2 separate regions of the Mus musculus genome follow, and region 1 is linked to region 2. The links are chromatin contacts, called in public promoter capture Hi-C maps. All regions are on one chromosome and are shown on one strand. Each heading gives the region's core, a stretch centred on a gene start, on an enhancer-like site or on the middle of the called end of the contact. The rest is flanking DNA. Distances are from core to core; before and after follow the strand shown. Region 1 holds the start of Prrg2 (proline-rich Gla (G-carboxyglutamic acid) polypeptide 2). Region 2 holds the start of 2310016G11Rik (RIKEN cDNA 2310016G11 gene).

Evidence for each region. Promoter capture Hi-C pulls out the DNA fragments that hold promoters and counts their contacts.
Region 1: a promoter capture Hi-C map of stem cell-derived epiblast-like cells shows a contact between it and region 2, with 2.1 times the contacts expected there. The contact joins the promoter of Prrg2 here to the promoter of 2310016G11Rik in region 2. A contact is called at or near these places in 1 of 39 promoter capture datasets (stem cell-derived epiblast-like cells) and 1 of 115 datasets of contacts at active chromatin or transcription factors (embryonic stem cells).

The regions. Positions count from the first base shown.
Region 1 is chr7:45,060,221-45,064,529 of GRCm38.p6, reverse strand. It overlaps Prrg2 (proline-rich Gla (G-carboxyglutamic acid) polypeptide 2), which reads left to right and starts at 2,878. Exons shown (of 7, transcript NM_022999.1): 1 at 2,878-2,942; 2 at 3,638-3,789; 3 at 4,144-4,309. The coding sequence starts at 3,705. It overlaps Nosip (nitric oxide synthase interacting protein), which reads right to left and starts at 2,101. Exons shown (of 9, transcript NM_025533.3): 1 at 1,999-2,101.
Region 2 is chr7:44,666,527-44,671,041 of GRCm38.p6, reverse strand. 2310016G11Rik (RIKEN cDNA 2310016G11 gene) reads right to left here and starts at 2,809. Exons shown (of 5, transcript NR_152106.1): 1 at 2,685-2,809; 2 at 1,740-1,843; 3 at 1,209-1,379; 4 at 443-608. It overlaps Myh14 (myosin, heavy polypeptide 14), which reads left to right and starts at 199. Exons shown (of 42, transcript NM_001271540.1): 1 at 199-242.

The DNA.
Region 1 (4,309 bases), core at 1,629-4,128, 390 kb before region 2:
ATGCTCACAGCAGCACCTCGTATAGCCAATAGAGACAATCCTAAAGGTCCACCAACTGATGGAGAAATAAGGCACAGCATATCTCATACAACAGACTGTTCATCTGCAAACAGGCCATAACAGGGACAGACCTAGAAACAACACAGTGCGGGAGAGAAGCCAGTCACAAAAGCCCAGCCGATTAGGCAAATGCATACGAGTTTAGAGACTGCCAAGAACTGGGGGTGAGAAAGACTAAGTGGCAAAGAATGTGGGACAAGATCTTTCTTAGGGGGTGTTAACCATGTCCAGTTTGAGAGGGTAGTTCATGTAGTCCAGGCCTCGGATTCTCTATGCATCTGAGGATGACCTTGAACTGTTGATTGTTCAGCCTCTACCTACTGAGTAATTACATCTCTGAAGCAGCTTACTGCCTGCTGCCCTTGGAGGCCAGAAGGCATTCAATTCCTCAGGACTGAGGGGAGTGCAGGTGTGGTACCACACCCAGAGAACATGCTCTAAAATTGTTAGTGGTGATGTCAGTACAATTCTGGGCGTATACTACAAACCACTGAATTGTTTGCTCTAAGTGGGTAAAGTATACAGTATGTGAAATTATATCCCAATAAACCTCATTGAAAATAAGAACATGAGCCAGGAGTGGGGACTGCATGCCTTTAATTTCAGTACCAGGTTGTGCATCTCAAGAAACAAAACAAAACAAAACAAAACAAAAAACAAACAAAAAAAACAAAAAACAAATTAAGAAGCTGGAGAGATGAGGCAGTGGCTAAAAGCACTGGCTGTTCTTCCAAAGGACCTGGGTTTGATACCTAACACACACATGGCAGTTCACAACTCCAGTTCTAGGGGACCTAATGGCCTTCTGGGCTCTGTAGACAGTGCATTCACATGGAGTGCACAATCATAAAAACAGGCAAAACCCTCGTTTACATAAAATAAAAGGAAAGCATTTCTTTTCTTTTCCTTTCCTTTTCTTTTCAGGATAGTGTCTCACTATGTAGCCCTGGCTGGTCTCAAACTCAGGAAAATCCATCTACCTCTGCGCCCAGTTCTGGGATCAAAGATGTGTCTACCATACCCCTTTAAATAAATCTCCTTCTGGGGGCTTTCAAATGTCCTACGTTCTTTGTGAATTTTACATCATGCACCCTAATCCCACCCATCCCCCCCCTCGTTACTTTAAATAAATCTTTTTTTTTTTGCCACTGCCCAGCTAATAAATCTTAATCTCCTTAGAGATATTTAGTGAAATTCGATGCAGCCTGGACTACATGTCACCTTGCCTCAAAAAAATACAATAATCGTTGGGGTGGTGGCGCACGCCTTTAATCCCAGCACTTGGGAGTCAGAGGCAGGCGGATTTCTGAGTTGGAGGCCAGCCTGGTCTACAGAGCTAGTTCCAGGACAGCCAGAGCTACACAGAGAAACCCTGTCTCGAAAAGCCAAAAAACAAAAACGAACAATGGGGCGGGGGGGGGGGGGTAATAAGTGCTAGGTGTGGTGGTGCACACTTTTAATCTCAACACTTGGGCGGCAGAGGTTGGCGGATCTTTGTGAGTTTGAGGCTAACTACATAGCGAGTTCTATAACAGCAAGGGCTACATACTGAGACTCGGTCTCAAGCAGAATAAAATATTTTAATTGCTTCAAGGAACCTTCAAGGGTCCAAACCACTACTGCTCATTCCCCTCCTCACCATTGTCTAGAAATCCGACCTCAACTCTCACTAACACAGGGAACCCCAAGTTCCCCCTCACTTGGTCCGCATCACTCCTCTACTGCGGAACTACATTTTCTACAACCAGCCAGGATGAGGGAGACAGTACAAGGCATCCTGGGAAATGTAGTTCGTCTTCCAACCTAGGCGTTCAAGAGCGCTGTTAATGATTGACAGGGATTCGGAGTGCGAAACCTTATCCTACCTCCCTCAGAACTGCAAATTTCTCCCACAAGAAGGAAACTTGGCGACGCGACCCCTCACCGCCTGCAGCTTACCTCAAGAGCGGTTATCCGGCTTGTCGTTGCTTCAACTACGTCCCGAACCGGAAAAAGAGTACTGTTTTTAAACTCTACTCCTCCTACTTCCGCCCGACAGGAGGAGACCGGAAATAATTCTGCCCCTAGTCGCGGAGGCGCTTCGCCTGGCTTGGTAAGTGCTTTCTTCTTCTCTTCCATCCCCCCGGAAACGTGAGTGACTACTCGAAGGTTCCGGTGAGCGAAAGTGGTTTGACTCTGGGAGACACCCTAGCCTGTTCTAGGCATTACCCAGAGCGGGGCAGTTGCTTTGAGTCTCTTCAAGTTTGAGTTTGGAGACTTAACTCTGTCACCCGAAGAGACTGATATCCAGTTCCCCAAATATATTACTTATTTTTTCCCCCATTGCATCTTAAGAGTCGATAAGTGAGAACTCTTTCCCCTATTATAGAAAAAACAATTTTCAAAGATCTCGAGACTAAACTGTTCAAGTTATCCTCAGGAAACAGATTTATTGTGGTACCGCCCAGTTATTCTAGGAACCAAAGAATTCCCTTCCCACCAGTGTGTAGATCTCTTGAGACCTAAGATTTATTTTCCTGGCTCTGCCAAGTCGTCTGTAGAGAGAGACTCGGGCTGGACAAGTAGGGAAGAGGAGACTCTAATAAAGCCCCCTAGATCCCTCCATGGTGTCGGAAAGCCTTGTTTCTTCTGTGTGGGGCCGTGGCACTGAAGACCTTGATCCTATGGTCCCTTTAAGTACTTTGTCCCTTACCTGAGTCCCTCCCAAAGAAGGTAATCAGTAGCCCCGCCCCCTCGCCAGTAGCCGGCTCGGGCCTAGTAACCCAGGAGGAGCTCCCCTCCTCTCCTCCCCTCCCCTCTTGCCTACCCCTTTGCACAGCTGGCTACTCTGACCCAGAGGGCCTTCGTTAAAGAAGAGAGGCAGAGCTCCCAGCCCTGGCCAGGTAAGTGGGTGCATGCTCCCCGAGAAACTCCTGGGCAGAGGATCTGGTGTCCTGATTCCCCACGTTATTGGGATCTAGAAACTTGGGACCCAAGCTCTAGGCTGTGGATCCCCAGGGCTCTGTCTCCTCAAGCCTTCAAGACCTAGAAATATACGACCTGATCTGTCGTGTAGTCTCTGATCTCTGAGGCTCGATGAGGCAACAGGTAGAGGGAGGCTGACTTGGAATGTAATCTGCTGGGCTGGAAGGGAAGAGGGTTGATGATGAGCTTGTTTAAATGCCTACTGTGTGTTGTCAGGTTTGTGATAGGTAGAGAAAGCAAGCCTCAGCAACTGTGTGCTTATCATTGTCACCTCCAAAGTCCTCCTCTGACATTCGAAAACCTGGTACAATAGGCAAATGACTTTACTACCTGGTAACACGTTCTTCACCTATAAAAATGGCAGGAGTAATAGGACTGGCTTGAAAATTAAGATGAGCCAGGCAGTGGTGGCACACCTTTAATCCCAGCGCTTGGGAGGCAGAGGCAGGCAGAGTTCTGAGTTTGAGGCCAGCCTGCTCTACAGAGTGAGTTCCAGGACAGCCAGGGCTACACAGACAGAGAAACCCTGTCTTGATAAAGTCCTGAGTTGATAAAGACCCACGGTGTCTGGCATGGGACACGAGTTGGTTACTTGCTTTTATCATGATGGCAGAGTGCGGGCAGGGAGTCCTGGCCTCCTAACTCCGCTGCAGCATTTGTCATCTGGGAGTCCACACAGTATGAGGGGCCGTCCTTCCCTGCTCTTAGTCTATATGGGATTGGCCACCTGCCTGGACACCTCACCTCACAGAGAGCAAAACCAAGGTGAGTGTTTGAGTCTCTTCAAGTTTGAAGGTGAGTGTTTGGAGAAGAGCCTTGCAGAGGTTTAGTTCTGCCTCTCCCTAGCCAGGAGACTTCCTAGATTCCTGGACCCGGACGCTTCTCCCTCAGATCCTAGGGTCTGTGCCCCGGCTTCTCCCCTCAGATCCACATGGTCACCCCCTGCTTCAGAAGTAGAGTTCCAGACTCCAGTCTTCCTCCTTCATGCCCAATGGTGAAAACTCTGTCCCCTCTTGCTCAGGGTTCTCCAGGCCTGGTCCGTACCCCTAGGACCCCATAGTTCTTTGTCTTCTTTGTCCTCTATCCTAAGGACTCTGCTTTTGACTCTGATGTCCTTAGTTCTTGACATCTTCCTGGATGCCCCAGAGGCCCAGAGTTTCTTAGTTGGCCGCAGGCGTTTTCCTCGTGCTAACCACTGGGACCTGGAGTTGCTGACCCCTGGGAACCTGGAACGGGAGTGTCTGGAGGAGAGGTGCTCCTGGGAGGAGGCCCGGGAGTACTTTGA
Region 2 (4,515 bases), core at 1,560-4,059:
ACTGCCGCACATTCTCGGCCAGGTTCTTTTCCCACGCCTGGCACGCTTTGCCAACTTCTGATTGGCCTGGCGCGCCAGCCGCTCTTTTTGATTGGGCAGCACTGAGCCCCAGGGGCGAGGTCTGAGCGGGCCGCAGCAAGTGCTGATTGGTCTGTAATGCCTACCTGTGGGTGGGGCCGTCCACTGCAGGCCCCGCCTCCTTTTCTGTCCAGGCCGAGGCCTCTGGACCGCCCTGGGCGCCGGTGAGTGTCCGGGGACCTCCCCCCCGTGGTGCGCCCCAAGGGTTGGCCAGAGCCTGTCAGACCTGGGGAGGCCGGAGCCGGTGGGGTACAGCGGGGGGTCTTGGAGAGGGGTGGGTCAAGACATTCACCCTGGGTGCAAGCGACCCCAGGGTCAGGGAGAGGTAAGGGGAAGGTTGTAGTCACCCAGCCCGGATTCCCACCTTGTGCCAGACAGCCTGGGGTCATCTCTGACAGCGTCACACGGTCTGTTCTGCAGAAGGGGAAACTGAGGCAGTGCTTGGAACGTTGCATGATAGAACACCTGAGTCATGGTCTCCATTCCCCAGCTCTCAGGACTACCGTGTCAGATGTCAGAGGAGGAAAAAGCTGTGGACCAGAGAGAGAGGGGTCGCGACAGGCAGGGACAGGAACAGAGAAGGATGTGTTTGGCTGGGTGTCCCAGTTTGTTTTGATTTGACTTGGTTTAGTTAGTTGTTTTGGTTTTTTGTTTTGTTTTGGTTTTTTGTTTTTTTGTGAGTTTTTTTTGTTTGTTTTTTTTGTGTTTTTTGTTTTTTTTGGAGATAGCTTCTGAACTCACTGTGTAGACCGAGTTGACCTCAACCCCCAACCTTCCTGCCTGAGCCTCTCAAGGGCCGCGATGACAAGAGTGTGCCACCAAGCCTCACAATGGACATGGGCACTTTAATGTATAACTAAACTCCCCTCCAGTGTAGGAGAATGGATTTGAGGTAGGTTTGTGTGGTTTCCATCTCACAGAGAGTGAAGATATAGACTGGACCGAGGTGGGGAACACAGGGACCTGGTGTGCCTGGCCCTGTGGCTTTTTTTTTTTTTTAAACATCATAATAGTAATCAGGAGTTCAAGACCAGCCTCAGCTACATGATGAGTTCCAGGCGAGCCTGGGCTACTTAAGACCCTGTATCTGAAAAACAAAAAACAAAAATAAATTGTTCTGTAAGCCATACCTCTTAACACCTCTTAAGCCACAAGTTTATCGTAGGCATGATCACCCGATGTCTCCTCCTCGATCACCTTCTCGATTGAGGAGAAGACCCAAGCCTGAGGCTGGCATAGCATTTTGACATCATATCTGAGGATTGGGGCATCCCACTTCCAGGGTTCAGGAAACTGAGATTCTAAGAAAGAAAGAAAGAAAGAAAAAAAAAAAAAAAACCACGATAAAACAGAACAGAGACCTGGGTCCTTTTCCTCAAATAATTTTTGTTGATCTCATGAGCCTCAATTCCTAGCGAAGAAAGTGAAGGTTCAGAAGGCTGGAGGGAGATTCGAACCCTAGCATACTTAGTCCGGCTCTGTGCCAGCCCTTCACCTTTGCCCACAGCCGCCCACTTGGCAACAGGTTCTATCTTTGCTGGCTGCTGTGCCAGGCCCCGCCCCCCGCCCAGCCCGGCAGGTGTCAGGAGACGTCAGAACCCGGTCCTGCCTTCCTGACGGGAGAGGCCCCACCTCTTGCTGGACCGCAGAGCCGGCCTCACCTGGGTGCTGGAGAGGATCTGGACTCGGAGGCCTCCCCATCTCTACCGCCAGGCGCCCAGGTAGCCTCGGGATCCGCGGGATAAAGGAGCTATGCCATAGGGCGCTGGGTCGGGACGAGAGGGAGTTAGGATCCATGCTCCCAGAGCGATAATGAGCCAGGTACCCCAAGTCAGAGGGAAGAAGCTGAGCGTGGAACCCAGTGTCTGAGCGAGGAGAGCAGAGGTCTGGACCCTAGTGTCTAAAGGAGGAGGGCTGAGGTCTGGACTCATGTGTCTGAAGGAGGAGGGCTGAGGTCTGGACTCATGTGTCTGAAGGAGGAGGGCTGAGGTCTGGACTCGTGTGCCTGAGGGAGGAAAGCTGAGGTCTGGACTTCTGTACCTGAGGGAGAAGGGCTGGGGCCAGGATCCCAGGGTCTGAGGAAAAAGGACCGGGTCCTGACCAATCTAGGACTGAGGGAGGAGGCTGGGCTGGGGTCAGTACCCCTGGGTTTGTAGGAAGAGGTTGGGTTCTGGACCCCTGAATCTGAGAGAGAAACTGGGGTCTGGACGTCTGGGCCTGAGGGAGGAGAGCTGGGGTCAGGACCCCTGTGTCTGAGGGAAGAAGGTGGGTCCTGGCCCCTTGAGTCTGAGGGAGGAGGCTGGGGCAGGACGGGATCTATGTCACCCATTAGCTGAGGTCATAAGCTTGGTGCTGCCCCAGCCTCTGCCCAGGCGGGCGGGGCCCTGGCTGCTTTCCTTTTCCACACAGCTCTGTCTGCTCCTCCCAGGTGCTCTCACCTGCCTAAGTGACACTAATGAGTCCTGGCACCGCATTCCTGCTGCCTGAGGGAGGGGTGTGTGGCTGGGGCTCAGCCATTTGGGGCCAGGCCCTGGGCCCACCCTCTTGGCTTGGTTAACTTCCCTGAATCCCCACATCCCCACTTCCGACCCACGGCTGCAGCAAACCTCTCGACATCACCCGTGTCCAATGGAGACAGGGCTGGAGATCCCACTCCGGGGTTCTGGGCCTGGACTCTTGGTCTGAGGAGGCTTGCGGCTGCTCTTAAGCTGTTGGGAACAGCAGGGCTGTGAGGTACAAAGCCACCAAACTCTTCCTGGTCAAAGGCTACAGGGCTGGAGAGGAAGCAAGTGGGTGGGGTGGGTTAAAGTCCCTGGGATGGGGCTTGGCTCTGGGTGTATCTACCACACTGGAGCCTGGGGCGATCCTCGGCTCTTTGGGCTGACCATTTGTGGAGCACAGGGGGCCAAAGTGAGTGGGAACCAGGCTACTGAGGTTGGTGTGTGTGAGGAGGGCCAAGAGGGTCCCGAGGCAGAGGAGGTTTGCATGTGGGAGAGGCTCCTGGGGCAAGCTTGAGAGAACAAGATCTGGGAGGACACCTCTTGAACAAGCTGAGCGCTTGGATGGATGCCCCTAAGGTGTGTGTTGGAGGTGCCATTAGCCTGGTACACAGAAGTGAAAATGGAAAGCAGAGATGCAGGTGTCTTCAGGTGTTGTCTGAGTGGGGATGAGGCGGTGGGTCAGTAGGGGCTGCTTGCTGTGGGCCATTTTCTGCAGGATATTGGACAACCCTGAATTGGCTGTGTTTCCTAGTCAGCATCCCTGGAAGTAGGGGGAAAGGCCCAGACACCCTGACTGCCTCTTGCAAGCTTTCTTAAAGAGTCTTGAGACTTAGCTGGGTCCATACCCCAAGACCTGCTGAAAGGCAGGGCCCCAGCAACTCGTGACAGGTTTCCAGAGCCTGGGCTCTGAAAGGCCTCTGAGAATGTTGACTGAACGTGAGAACGAGTGAATGCATGAAGCCAGAGAGACTTCAGGGACTGGGCAATCAACCTGTAATTATGGGGCAGGCACGACCGAGCGGTGCACAAAACGTCAGCCGTGCCCCACCTGGGCCCCATCTTAGAGTGTCAACCGTGGTGGCAACCTTTACTGTCCTTGCCACCTCACCTCCTGCCCTCTTCTCATTTCAGCTGCAGACACAAGGCACATTCCTGTCCCAGGGCCTTTGCTTTGTCCCTGCACCCCAGTAGCCTGCTGGTTAGAGTCACTCAGGTCTTTAAAGACCTGAGTCTTTAGGGAAGGGTTCTCCAGTCAGTCCAGTTAAAAATGTGAACACAGTCCCAGCCCCAGCAGGAGGTATAGTTCCCCTGCCCTATACCTCCCACAGCCATTTATCACCATTTAAACCATTTGCATGTTTATAACAATGTATCTTTTTATTCTGTTTCTTGAGATGAGAATGGTATTTACTGTCTAGTATAAACAGAGCCCAAGCCATGAGTGTATTTAAGTTTTATAGTAACCACATTTGGGGGTGGGTACTGGAGAGGTGGCTGTGTGGTAACAGCTCTGGCTGGCTGCTCTCCCAGAGGATCTCAAGCCCCAGGACCTACATGATGGTTCAGAGCCAGCTATGCGTATCTACAGTTCTCGGGAATCCCTCTTCTGGCCTCCATGGATACTGGATGCATGTGGTATAAACATACCACATGCAGGCAAGCACCCTTACATGTAAATGTGGTTTTTTCTTTTTTATAAAAAAGTGGGGTATAGAGACTGCTGACGTTTTATAGCACTGATTGTTCTTGGAGAGAGCTGCAACCATAACACGTTGCTCCAGTTCCAGGGAGCTGCTGCCACCTTCTGACCACTGTGGGAACTTGCATACATGTGGTGCATATAATCTCAGCCAAGCACACATACACACAAATAATAGGTCTTTTACAGGAAGGTTATTTATATTACTTTAAACTGTGTGTGTGTGTGTGTGTGTGT